Regions from separate parts of the Drosophila melanogaster genome. Here region 1 is linked to region 2. A link is a contact called in public Hi-C data. All regions are on one chromosome and are shown on one strand. The core of a region is the stretch at or near the end of the contact, and the rest is flanking DNA. Distances in the headings are between cores, read along the strand shown.

The links. A called contact is a pair of places that touch in the nucleus more often than the background predicts.
Region 1: a contact with region 2 is called in a Hi-C map of the Kc167 cell line, with 2.2 times the contacts expected there. The contact joins the promoter of 5-HT7 here to the promoter of cindr in region 2. A contact is called at or near these places in 7 of 107 Hi-C or Micro-C datasets (the Kc167 cell line, the S2 cell line and embryo).

Annotation. Positions count from the first base shown.
Region 1 is chr3R:31,014,875-31,021,049 of dm6, forward strand. It overlaps 5-HT7 (5-hydroxytryptamine (serotonin) receptor 7), which reads right to left and starts at 2,001. Exons shown (of 3, transcript NM_001276202.1): 1 at 1,302-2,001.
Region 2 is chr3R:30,803,808-30,810,002 of dm6, forward strand. It overlaps cindr (CIN85 and CD2AP related), which reads left to right and starts at 4,810. Exons shown (of 7, transcript NM_001276200.1): 1 at 4,810-5,476. The coding sequence starts at 5,464. It overlaps dj-1beta, which reads left to right and starts at 3,310. Exons shown (of 3, transcript NM_143568.3): 1 at 3,310-3,477; 2 at 3,541-3,860; 3 at 3,927-4,171. The coding sequence starts at 3,391. The coding sequence ends at 4,083. It overlaps wts (warts), which reads right to left and starts at 2,812. Exons shown (of 8, transcript NM_170524.2): 1 at 2,481-2,812.

The DNA of each region.
Region 1 (6,175 bases), core at 751-3,250, 210 kb after region 2:
CTGTCGACCGTATTACGCATACGCCCCATTGTGCTGGCCATTCTTCCTCGAGACTCAATTTACAATAGATGAAAGAAGGGCTGGAGCTCCGGCGGTGGCAAAACTGTGTCACTCCGACATCTCCCCTAAATGCTTTAAGCAAACGCAAAACACGTGTGGCTCATGTGGCCGTGACTCACTTTAAGTGACGGCGGCTGTAATTAGTGTAAGTGCCGCCCGAATTGTCCCGACATCTTTTGGCAGCACTCTCGTTTCACTTTTCATGTTCAAGGATGCGCGCAGCAGTTGTTGCAATTGCAAAGAAATAATTTTGAGCAAGCGCCAGTGCTTGTCGCAACTGGAAGATACCCATTCTGTTTGCTTTTTGTCTATCTCTGAGGTCGAAAAAGATTTTATATACAATTTTCAGTGTTTACAAACTCATTTAGCCTTTAAATAGATCTTGACCGAATTTTGATGGTGGTTTGATACAATTAAATAGGTGGTCAAAGTACTCTTAGTTTCTTTTCGGATAATTGGGAAATATGGTAGTAACTGGTGGTGCTGTACGATGTTGCGTATTCTTGAGCAAAATCCAGAAAAATATATTATATCGAATTAATGAAATTTTCTTCAGATCGATATACCCTTCTGCTGGGCACTCGAATTGTTCTCAAGAACTTGGCCCAGGACCACTCGACCAGATCCACTGGGATGCTGAGTTTTATTTGGTTTCGGGCAATTAAGCTTGTTGTTTTGCAGTTAAGTGTAAATTTATACACAAAGCCGCAGCCGCACGTTGGGTGCACACCTGTGCGGAGGTAATTTGCCAACTTTAAAGATAAAAGTGCTGCATATTCCTGGAGGCGCGGGCAAATCGACAGCATCTGCGGCAAGCTACAGGCAGATGCCTTGGAATACAGCCGTAACCTAACTGAATTATCAAATCAAGCGGTTTGTGACTTTGTAATTTGATTAGCTACGCCCCCGGCTGAAGTGTTTGTGCATATCAGTGGCTGCTTTTCACTTCAAGGGCCCTCAAAAGGGCGGTATCTGAACAAGTTCGCCGGGGAAGTTACCACATCAATCGGCGCAAGTGGCACCTATTTATTTCCCCTTGGTCTAGGTCAATCATCTCAAATGCCCCACCAAGACGAAGCGGGTAATCCAATTAATGTTTGCCTGCCATAAATCTATATTTAAATCTCCGACAAACACTCGGCGATAACAAGATCGTCCGCAGATTGGTGTTAAGGTGTCAAATGTGGCGGGTCTATTCAAAGGGGCACACAAATCCAGAACAATATTGACCAGAGACTTACACTGGGTCAACGACTGGCGACACTCTCACTTTTGGCTGTGGATCGGATCGGCTTTCTTCTCGAAGTCGTTTGCATAAATTGCGTGTGCTTCCAAAAGTCGTCGAACAGGTGGCAAGTGTCGCACAAAATTACTTTAATAATAGCACTGGCGTTGGAAAATATCCGAGATGGAACTGCACAAGTTTGTCCAAGATATATTCTTTCTTTCGACTATCGGCCTATTTACTCTTGAGCACTTTTCCATTCATGCCTATGTAGACACATGCGAATGCTGGTCGCAATTTATTTTTGTTTTGCACACACTAATAGCATTGAATTTTTCATTGATTTCAAGTAGCACGAATACGATTTTTGGCGTATTTTTGTGGGTATTTTCATTTGAGTAATTGCTGAAAATATTTTCACTATTTATTTATTTTGATTCCTAGTGGTTTCAATAATTTTCTTGCAATTCTGTGCTCGCCATTTCCATTTGAATAATTCCTGCGTGTATTTTTTCACTCGTATTTATTTATTCAGATCTCTGACGGTTTTTAACGAATCGAATATCTGAATTCCGCGGGAGGCTGTCAGGAATCCAGGAGCCGAATCGCGTAGAAACTGCGGAGCCCGACGATTGATTTCAAGACCCGTCCGTCCGCCTTTTCGGTAAAAGTTTAACTGGAAACGCGACCGCCGACCTCCGAGCAGCGATTGCCGAGCGGTACAGAGAGAGCCTCGTACCTGTGCGGCGGCATACGCCATAACAGTACTCTCTCTGCTAGCACTAACACAGCGGCGCGCTGTTATCAGTGGCCATTCTTTATCACTGTGTCAGTGGGTCTGCGCAGGCGGGGAAACTCAGCCGGAGAGAGTTAGAGAGCGAGCAGAAAATTCAGAGGCATGAAAAGTCGCATGCGAGAAACTGCTTTCGCAGCAGAACATTTGAAAACGAAACACTCGCTGGCGGGGAAAAATCAAGAAAGACAACTGCAAACCAAATATTTATCATGGCTCTAGTAATGTTTAAATATTTGTCATATCGAACATATCGAATATTTGTCATTATCAGAACAAAACTTTAGTTATTATTAAAAAGCGGAAAGTGATTGTTTGCAAAATAGAATCTCATAATAGTATAAGAGGGCTGCCTGTATTAGGACCAAGTTTTTGTTTGTGGCTTATTACTTCTGATGAGTCTAACAATCTTCTAGGGAAAATGGGAAGCGCTACGCTTATAAGCCACATTGCTTTAATGAATTATTCATTGACAAATAAAACGTTGCAGCCGGCTGAATAATTGTAAAATATTAGTTTTATATCCTGTTTGCAAAATGCAATTTGGTTGCATAATGAAGTGTATAACTAATTGTATGCATCTCATGTTGTTCAAGACGAAATCGTTTTTTTTTCGCAGAAATATCTCGACTTTTAAATTGTGCTTAACTCTTAATCATTGTCTTTATTTCACATAAGTAATATTTTCTACACATCCAGTAACCTGTTTTCTTAATATGTTAACTGCTTTAATTCAAATTTGGCGCCCAAGCTGAAATGTTACTGCATTCAGCTCAGCCAGGGGAAATCTGCAAAAATTGAACAGAGAAATCACGTTTAGTTAACATTAACAGCTCGGCTGGCTTACAATCTGCCTGCAAAGTGGTAAAAGAAAATGCAGACGGTGCCTAGAATTTTCCTGAACTGTAAAGCTGTCCAAATCAAAATTGATATCAACTGCAGCTATATAATTCAATAACATGGGATCGGGAATAATTCCGAAATGTTCCACTCGAGCAATCCTCATAAGAGAAAACCCGAGTATGTTTATGGACACGATAATCATCAGTAATCAAAACAAAATAAATTAAAGCTTTATAAGCTAACATTAGCTGTCGGGCAGCCAGAGAACATAAATCGAGACGAGAGCCCCTAGCAAACAGAAATAAAATGGCAGAAATTATTATTATCTAAACAAAAAAAGGGGGGAGCTCATATGCCATCGCTCAAAAGCACTCTGCTATCGAAATACTGAGGTGGCCAAGGGGCCGAGGGGGCTTCAGCAGCCCTTGTTTCCATCGCTGCGCACTCTTGTTTTTGGGTTCAAATTGAAAAACATGAAAAGAAATATTTCCAATCAATTGGCAAAGAGAAACGAATAAAAATTCACACACAGAACAGACAAAAAACCCAGGCACACACACCGGAGGAGGCAACAAGAAAAATGTTGTTCATTCATTAAATACAAAAATTCATTAAACAGACGAGCGATCAGAAATATTACTGCTGCAGTCCATTCCAAAGTGGCCTGGGGTCTGACCGGTGGAAAAGGGAAAAAATAAAAATAAAAATAGTTGTTTACTTTCGGAACAGAGGCAGCGACAACAACAAGAGAAAAACACAGGGGTAACAAGCTCTCACAGTGCGATAAAATATGTTTTTTTAATGCAGGTCCGTGTTCAATAAAAGTGCCACAAATCCAAATAGAAGCTGCTGCAGGAAAGTTCCGAACAAAAACATTTATCCAGGTTCGAGCATTTGATACCTTTTTGGTATGAACTCAGGCCCTATCACTGAACGTCGTCCTGCAAAAGGATATACCCTCTATTACCCTGAAATGACCAGTGAAAGGCGGGAAAGTGAATCATGCAAAACGAATGAAAGTGCTTCGAACAGCAGTAGAACTTGATTTGCATTCCATTTACAAGCTGTTCATAGATAATAATTAATAATATGATTTAAATGTCTATTCTAAGCGACATTGGGGGATTTGCTTTAATAATACAAAAAACTAATAGGTTTCGCAAGAAAACCAAATTAAACATTTCAGACTTTCCATTAGTATCCATACCTAAAAATTGTAACGCAGGCCTTTACATATCATTGACCCTTCTAAAAGCGAACGGCAAGAAACCGACTTGGCATTGGTGAAGTGAATTTATTGTTCGACTAATAGATGATGACTGCTATATACTCGCATTCGGAGTGCCTTGGAAAAGTGTCGAGTAATTTGTGGAAATGGTCAAGGCGATGTGTATGAGCAGAGTGGGCAACTGGCCATTTCCCGTGGCAGACCGCATTTATCACTCCTGGCCTCTTCGATTTTTTTGAACGAATTGATAATGCCACGTCAATCGTCTAAGTTACTGGCGATGGGCTGTCTGTCGGACTGACATTCCCTCTTCACCTGCTTTAAATTTCCCGACTCGCCAATTATTATGAAACAAATATTGATCCGCTGGAGAAAATCAGGGAAAATCAGGAAAGCTCACGAATCGATGCCGAGAAGGAAGCGCCGACAGATAGAGGCAAAACAAATTCGCAACTCAACTGGAAAAGAATCATAAATAAAATATGCGCGCCAAGCAAACACATCAGGCAGCTCCTCCCAATCGAATCCCAATCGGAATTTTGGGGCGGTGGATGTGGGGTACAAGCTGAGGAGAATCCAATTTGATTTATGATAAATACCCCATGATTTATGCCCTTTGTCCAGAGCCTAAGCCGTCGATACGCATCAGTTCAGCTGGCGACCGCAAAATCATCGCATTTCGCTGAGCGTTTTTCAATTTTTCATTTCGCTAAAACTCTTTTGGGTTTTCATGCGAGATGCTCAGCATTTGATAGGGCATATCATCTGGAGCATATTAACGTTTACAGATATATATAAATATATAAAATATATGTTTATCGCAGATATCAGAATAGATTTATTTTTCGCAGTAGATATAGTAGAAACTCTGTCTTTTTAACGGGTATCAATTCTTCGATCCGTCTACACTTGCATACTCTGTAACCGAGGTCTTTGTATTCAATTCATTGTAGATTCGTTTCGATTCGCTTTATTTTTTCGTGCATATAAATTGGCTGCGTCATGAGTTTAAAATTTCGTTGCATACTTTTGCGGGTTTGGGCTTGTGTTTGCTTTTGTATATATTTGCATTCGAGTTTGCGGTTCGTCGTTTGTTTGTTGCTTATTTATTTAGTTGTAAGCGAGTGCGAAACAAATATGGAGGTAAACTTGTTCGACGCCCATTTCGTGTTCGTTTGCCAGGCAGAAATATGTAAATCGACCGAGTTTGCCTAAGTTTGGGCCATATTTTTGAATGATAAATGTGCTGGCAGGTTGGCAAATTGTGTTGATAATCGCTGCCAGAACCTTTGGCGCCTCTAAATCGCTAATGTTGCTGAAACTAATGCGTGTATTTATGCTTTCGGTACCGGCCCACGCAGTTCAAAGAATTTCCAGGAACCAATTTGATGTTTGCCTGCTTCCCAACTCTGCAAACTATCAGAGAGTCACGCACTCGGCAAGCCGAAAGTAAAACAGAAACAAAATTCAATTAACTTCTGGCTCTGAGCCTTACCGAAAAGCGGCATATAGAATTCAGGATTTAGACAGCTTATAAATAGGATCGGTGCTAGGCACTAGCTTAAAATCCGCCTAATGCTCACCCTTATCAATTCCTTCTTTTGGGCCTAATTAAATGGACATTTCGACAGCTTGACATGTGTGTACTCGTAGGTTTAAGGGCCATCGGGTAATCTCGTTCCAGCGATTTTAATTCGGCTTAAATCTGAGGGTTCCACCAAACTGACAATGTTAATTGAAACTGTGGAAGTAAAAACTGTAAAAAAAAACGGAAAACATCTAAAAACCCGAAATAAACAGAGTGCCAACCGAAAAAACCTGACGCGCAATAAAAGCACACTTCGACATTGCGTATACGCACCGTGTAGCGCAAGAGACGGCGAAAATAAAACTTTATTGCTAATTTATTTGATTAAATTTCACGCCGCCACTGCTGTCATCTCAAATGTATTTTTCGTTACACTTGTTTTGCTTTGTTTGGATTGCCTGTGAAATCTTTGACATTTGCTGACACAGGGGCTTCAAG
Region 2 (6,195 bases), core at 3,560-6,059:
GGGTGCGGAAAATTCCAGGGGGTTGGGGATTTTCATTGGGATTAGCCCAAGATCAGCGAACACCCTCACAAGCTTAGGATATACGGTCTTTGGGAAAATAGCCTAAAATTCTTCAATGTGACTTAGGAACTAGGATGCTCAGTATCCGTTAACTTTATTTGTATCAAAAATCATTTCATTGAAAAGAGTTTAATCGTTTAAAGATTACACTGGAATCCATATAGCACTATGCTCCATTGCGTTCTACACTTTCTGCGGGGTATCCCTATGGTCGTCACAATCCCCGCGCCAAACTTCCTCTTCCTTTTCTTGTTTTATCGTTCATTTACTTTTAAAAGCGAGCAACAACAGCAAAAACAGCCCACTGTATTGGTATTTATTGCCCTGCTCTCTGCTCGTTGGCTATATGCGCGCGCGTGTGTGTGTGTGTCTCTGTGTGCTCTGTGGAATGCACACGATCGACGCCAATGGAGCCTCACCTGTTCCAGCAGCAACAACAACTATCACAACTACAACAACAGCTACAACAAAGGCAGCAACAAACAACAACACACTCACATAATCCACTGCGAATTGCATGCTGGAATGTGAATGGAATCCCAGCGATTTTCCAGCGTCGCTGACGATGACGCCGCTGTTTGCTGGTTTTAAGCAAAAACAACAATCGCAACATCGCCAACAAGCACAAAAACAACAATAGTAGCAGTAGTAGTAGTAGTAATAGTAGTAGTCCGTCCCACTAGTGACTGCAACAACAAAGTTTTGCACATTTCGGAGTCGTTTTTTTGGACTTTAGCTTCGATTTCAGTTGCAAGTTTTGTGGGCTTGTTTATATCATAGCTGTGTACCATAATATTTGGAAATCCGATAGAGAATCGATGGTTTACTTCCATTCTATACAAAATAGTGTATGTAGAACTGAAGTCTGCTTTTGATGGCAAGTATAAAACCATTCAATAAAGTTGCTGCTAGTTTTAGCTACTAAAGAGTATTCAAACTACAGATAGCTGTGTCACACACATTCTGCATCTCATTGCAATTAAGTTTATGAATTTTCGGCTGGCTGCCTCCACAAAGGATGAGGTCTCGATGTCCCGCCCCTTCGTTTCTTGCTTTGTGCTTCGTGTTTCGTGCTTTTGCTTTTTCGCGAGCACAAACGGGCCGCCTGAGAAATTATTGTCGCACTGACATTGAAGTGGCGGCGCTGCCTCTAATTACAAATTACAATGGGCCGCAGTTACTTGTGCCACATTTCGCATTTGCATCTTGCGTCTGTGCATTTACTGTTCTGCTCCCGCGGATTTTCCCCATTCCGTTGATTGTGTACTCTAGTCACATGCAAATCGGAGGCAGCTGCTGCCCACGGTTGCATCAACACCGCGCATACTGTCACAAAGTTGATCTCTGCTATGACTACAGTGGCTTCTGCCTATGTGGGTTAATGAAGAATATGCTCTTCCATTTCATATCCATATGTGGGGGTTATTGTTACATATCAAAGTAGCATTTTGTGATTATTAGATATTTGTGTATGACTCATTCTTTTTGCTTAAGTCCATCAAATATGAAAATTAAATTTGTTTCTAACTGGAATATTTTCATAGTTTCAAATTGCAATGATTCAAAAGTTTCCTTTATAGTAAATATCACAATTCTACAATAGTCCTCGCAGTTTCTTTTAGTAGATCTTCACTGTATTCAAATCTTGCTCCGTTTTCGCCATGTTTTCCTTGTATTCCCGCAATTACCACTATTATTATTGTTATTGCTGTTACTCTAATTGTACTACTCTCAGTTTTCGTTGTTTAATGTCTTGTTGATTTCTCGAATTTGTAATTCTTTCGACACACGAATATCGCAGCCAATTAAGCGCTGTTTCAGTTGGAAAATGGTAAGAGGAAACGGGAAAACCGAGAAAAGTGCGTGCATACATTGACCTTGCCTAATGTCGTTGGCATTCGAAATTACACTGGAATAAAGTTAAAAATTCTACGAGATTGATAGTTTTCCATGGACACCAGTACCCTCCGCCAGAAAGAGAGGGAAGACAGAAGAATTTAATCCGATTTGTGTAGCAACCTCTCGCTCGCTCTCTTTGTCTCCTCCGTTCTCCCCCACACACACACACTCGCACGCAGCCGTACTGATTTATTCCACGAGAGAGCGAGAGCGAAATATGTAAATACAGCCTGTTGCATTTGTGTGTGTGCTTCGCATTTCGTTTTCAGGCACTTTTCCGCACATTTTTGATTGCTTTTCGTGCGTTTTCCGTGCAGTTTTCCTTGCTTTTCCACACAGGCAATTGGAAATGCACACCAACACACACATGGGGCGCACACCAGCGCAGCCACACACGCACTGGCTTACACACACACACACTCGCACACATTCAACAGATATTGCATTTTCTTTTTGGACTGGAAGATACGCAAATTCCAGCTGCAAACGTTGCATTTTCACCAGGCATTTTCCGCAATTACCTTCTTCGCGTTTTCCACGTTTTCCACGCAATTTCCTCGCTTTTCGCCTCTTTGTTCTCGCCTTTTTCGCGTTTCCCACACACGGCACTTATTGCTTTTCCTCTTTTTCTCCGTTTTTCCTTGCCTTTTGACGACAATTCGCTGATATTTGCCGACGTATTTTCACTTGATTCACTCGCGTTCGCAACCCATCACTTTTCGCGTGCATTCAATCGCATTTTTCAGGCATTTCCGATGCGCGTTTGGCTTAAATTTAGTAAAATTAATTCGTGGTTTTGTTGCTGCCGTCGTGCTAGATATGTTCACATATCGATAGACCGATATCGATAGACAGAGATCTAGGGAGGAGCAGCTGTACTTGGTCTGGCAACCACATCAGGTATCGATAGGATTTGACCGTGGTATATAAACATCGATATTATACTGAAAACAAATATAAAAATATTTCAGTGATCAGTTTATATAAATTTATGTAATACGACAGAATATAGAGAGCAAGTAAATGTTATCGGTTTTAACTTAAAGAACAAGACTTGTTAGAATTGTTAATGAGGTTTCAAACCATTTCTGTGTAGCACGTAGCATAGACGCAATCCTTTTCTCATATAAATAAAATCAACTGATTTCAAAGTCTTAATATTTTAAAATATAATGCAGAACATTGTTTTGAGTAAGAATGAAAATATTAACTTCCTGTGAAAAACAGAAGTTTTAAATGCATCAAATTAGTCGCCTAACTGCAAGTCAAACCAAATTATACAAGTGTTTTAGTTTGCCGCTCAGTTTTTGAAACCTCGATAAGGAAAACTCAAAGCTGCGTTCCAGAACAGCGCTATCGATAAGCTATCGTATCTGCATGGTTTTCTTTGGATTTCCTCAAATTTCAAGGCACTTTTCTAAGTTTACCAAGATGTCGAAAAGCGCGCTGGTGATTTTGGCTCCCGGAGCGGAGGAGATGGAGTTCATCATAGCCGCCGACGTTCTGAGAAGGGCGGGCGTAAGTGCTCTCAACCTTTCCATTAAATCACTCTGTTCTATACTTATACTTACTATATGATAGATCAAGGTCACCGTAGCCGGTTTGAATGGCGGGGAAGCGGTGAAGTGCTCGCGGGATGTGCAGATCCTGCCGGACACCTCGCTGGCCCAGGTTGCCTCGGATAAGTTCGATGTGGTGGTGCTGCCCGGCGGACTGGGTGGCTCCAATGCCATGGGGGAGTCCTCGCTGGTCGGTGACTTGCTGCGCAGCCAGGAGTCTGGTGGCGGACTCATCGCCGCCATCTGTGCCGCGCCCACCGTTTTGGCCAAGCACGGCGTCGCCTCCGGGAAATCCCTCACCTCGTATCCCTCAATGAAGCCCCAGCTGGTGAATAACTATAGGTATACCACCTCTTAAGTTTATTTTCCCATGATCTTCATCCCATTTCTTTTGATTATTTCTTTAAGCTATGTGGACGACAAGACGGTGGTCAAGGATGGCAATCTGATCACCAGTCGAGGTCCTGGCACCGCCTACGAGTTCGCCCTCAAAATCGCCGAGGAGCTGGCGGGCAAGGAGAAAGTCCAGGAGGTGGCCAAGGGTCTTCTTGTGGCCTACAACTAACATATTTACACTTATTTATGAAAACAGATTGTTTCAAGAGCAACTCATGCAAACAACAACTGAATTAAAATAAAATTATTCAAGACAGAAGTTGTGATTCAATTTTATATTTGCTATTTGAAAGAAGTTTAAATGGAGAGCTAGGAAATGGCATGTTGTTAAAGATATATTAAAGAAATTTATTTAAGTGAATTTAAATGTCATTATTTGAAGCAAACGGTTTTCATTTAATTAGTTTTGAGCGAAGTATAATTCTATCATAATGAATCAACTGAACTGCGTTAAAATAAATTGTTCAATGGGCTTTAATTTAATTTGTCATGAAATATAAATGCATATATGGCATGAAAAAAGAAACATCTATATTATTTCATTTGGTTATGACTGGACTATAAATGAAATTAAAAATGCATATATTAAAATGGGATGTGAAGCCAAATGGAAGTATTGCTGACGATATATTTACAAAATAGTACATTATTAATATATTTAGTTATATTCAATATTTACATTGATTAAACATTCTGCTGCATTTAATTGTAAAATTTTAAAAATAGCTGAAAGTAATGGCCTACGGTGGAATACCCCTACTGGGTTGGAGTCCCTGCACACCACAACCCGTGCCGCGAACCGTGGTTGCCGTCTCCGCTCGCGCCAAAAGGGACTAAGTATTTCGTCGCTAGCCGCCGCTGGTCCCACTCTCGCAGCCGCAGCGAACGGTTGTTGTGGTTGTTGTAGTTGTAGTGGGAGTTCGTCGGCGTGTTTGCGTTTCGCTCGCTCGTTTGGCGATTTGCTGGGATTATATTTGCCCGTTTATTTTGTGGCAAAAGCGCATTTAATTCGAAGGAAGTGAGTAGTGAGTGGCGAAAAGCGGAGACGCACTGCCGCGCTGGAAAGGCGGAGTGAATTGAGTGCATGCGAATGCGTGTGGAGAGCAAATCGAAGTGCAAGTGCGTGCCAGCGAATAAGAAGAAGTGCGAAGCCGAAAAGGAAGCGAAGCAAGGTGGGCAGTGAAAAGTGCAACGAAAAACGGCAGAGGAAACTGCAATAAATCAACAAAAAAAAAAAGGAAAATATTCTACGTGACGCGAAATTAAATGCGCTCGCTCCTTCTCGCTCGCACGCGCGCCCCGTCTCTTACTCTTTGTTGAAATTTAACTGCGAGCAGAACAGGGTCAAAAAAAAAAAAAAAATAAATAAAATAAAAAACACGTCGAGAAATACTCGTGTATATAGAGTTCTAGGTAATTCCTACCTTCCGTTTTTCGCGGTTAACGCGCGTGATTCATAAACCCGTCTTCAAGATACGAAACCAAAAACAGAAAACACAGCGTGCATTGAACCTGCTGGAAGCGCTGGCCACCAGGAATCGCTTCAATCATGGAAAACAACAGTAAGTTCGCTCCTGCAGCCAGTATGCCCGCATAAAGGAAGGGCATTTGAGCCGTAACACGATCTATCTAGCAGTAGATAGTAAGTAAAAAGGATTTCATTTCGAAAACTAAAGATCAACTAAACTGCACCGATACAATGTGAAGATCTTAGAGATAAATGCTTATATGCCAGCTCGATTTTATCGTAGATTCCTAGAACTCATCACAAGACCTTTCTCTTCTCTTCACACCTTTAAAGAAGAGTACCCCGCGTTCAACTACCCAAAACTGCAGTTTCTTTTCCATTTTGTTGTTTTTTTTCTGTCCTATTTTTCGGGGTGGGTCCCGCCTGTTTTTGCCGTCTGCCTTTGCTCGCCACATTCGCATTTTGTGCGCCCGAAAAACTCTTCTTGTTTTTGTTGCTTTTCGGGGTGGGTGTGTCATCTTAGCCCAAGGACACTTGGTTTTCCATTTTCCTCTTGACTCGAATCTAATACCCTGGATATACGTCTGACTGACTAACGGTGTTGTGTTAAAGCCCTGTTGTTTTTAACACTCTGTGACCACGATTTTTACAGCAATAAACCAAAAGTTGGACAACAAACAAACAAATATAACATGGGCTAAAACAAAACACTTTGTATGAGAACCGGTTTTAGTGGCCGAAGAAAAGGCATTTGAAATAGAATTTCTGCGTTTTGATGACTTCATGCCGCCATCAATTTCATTTTCCCCCTGA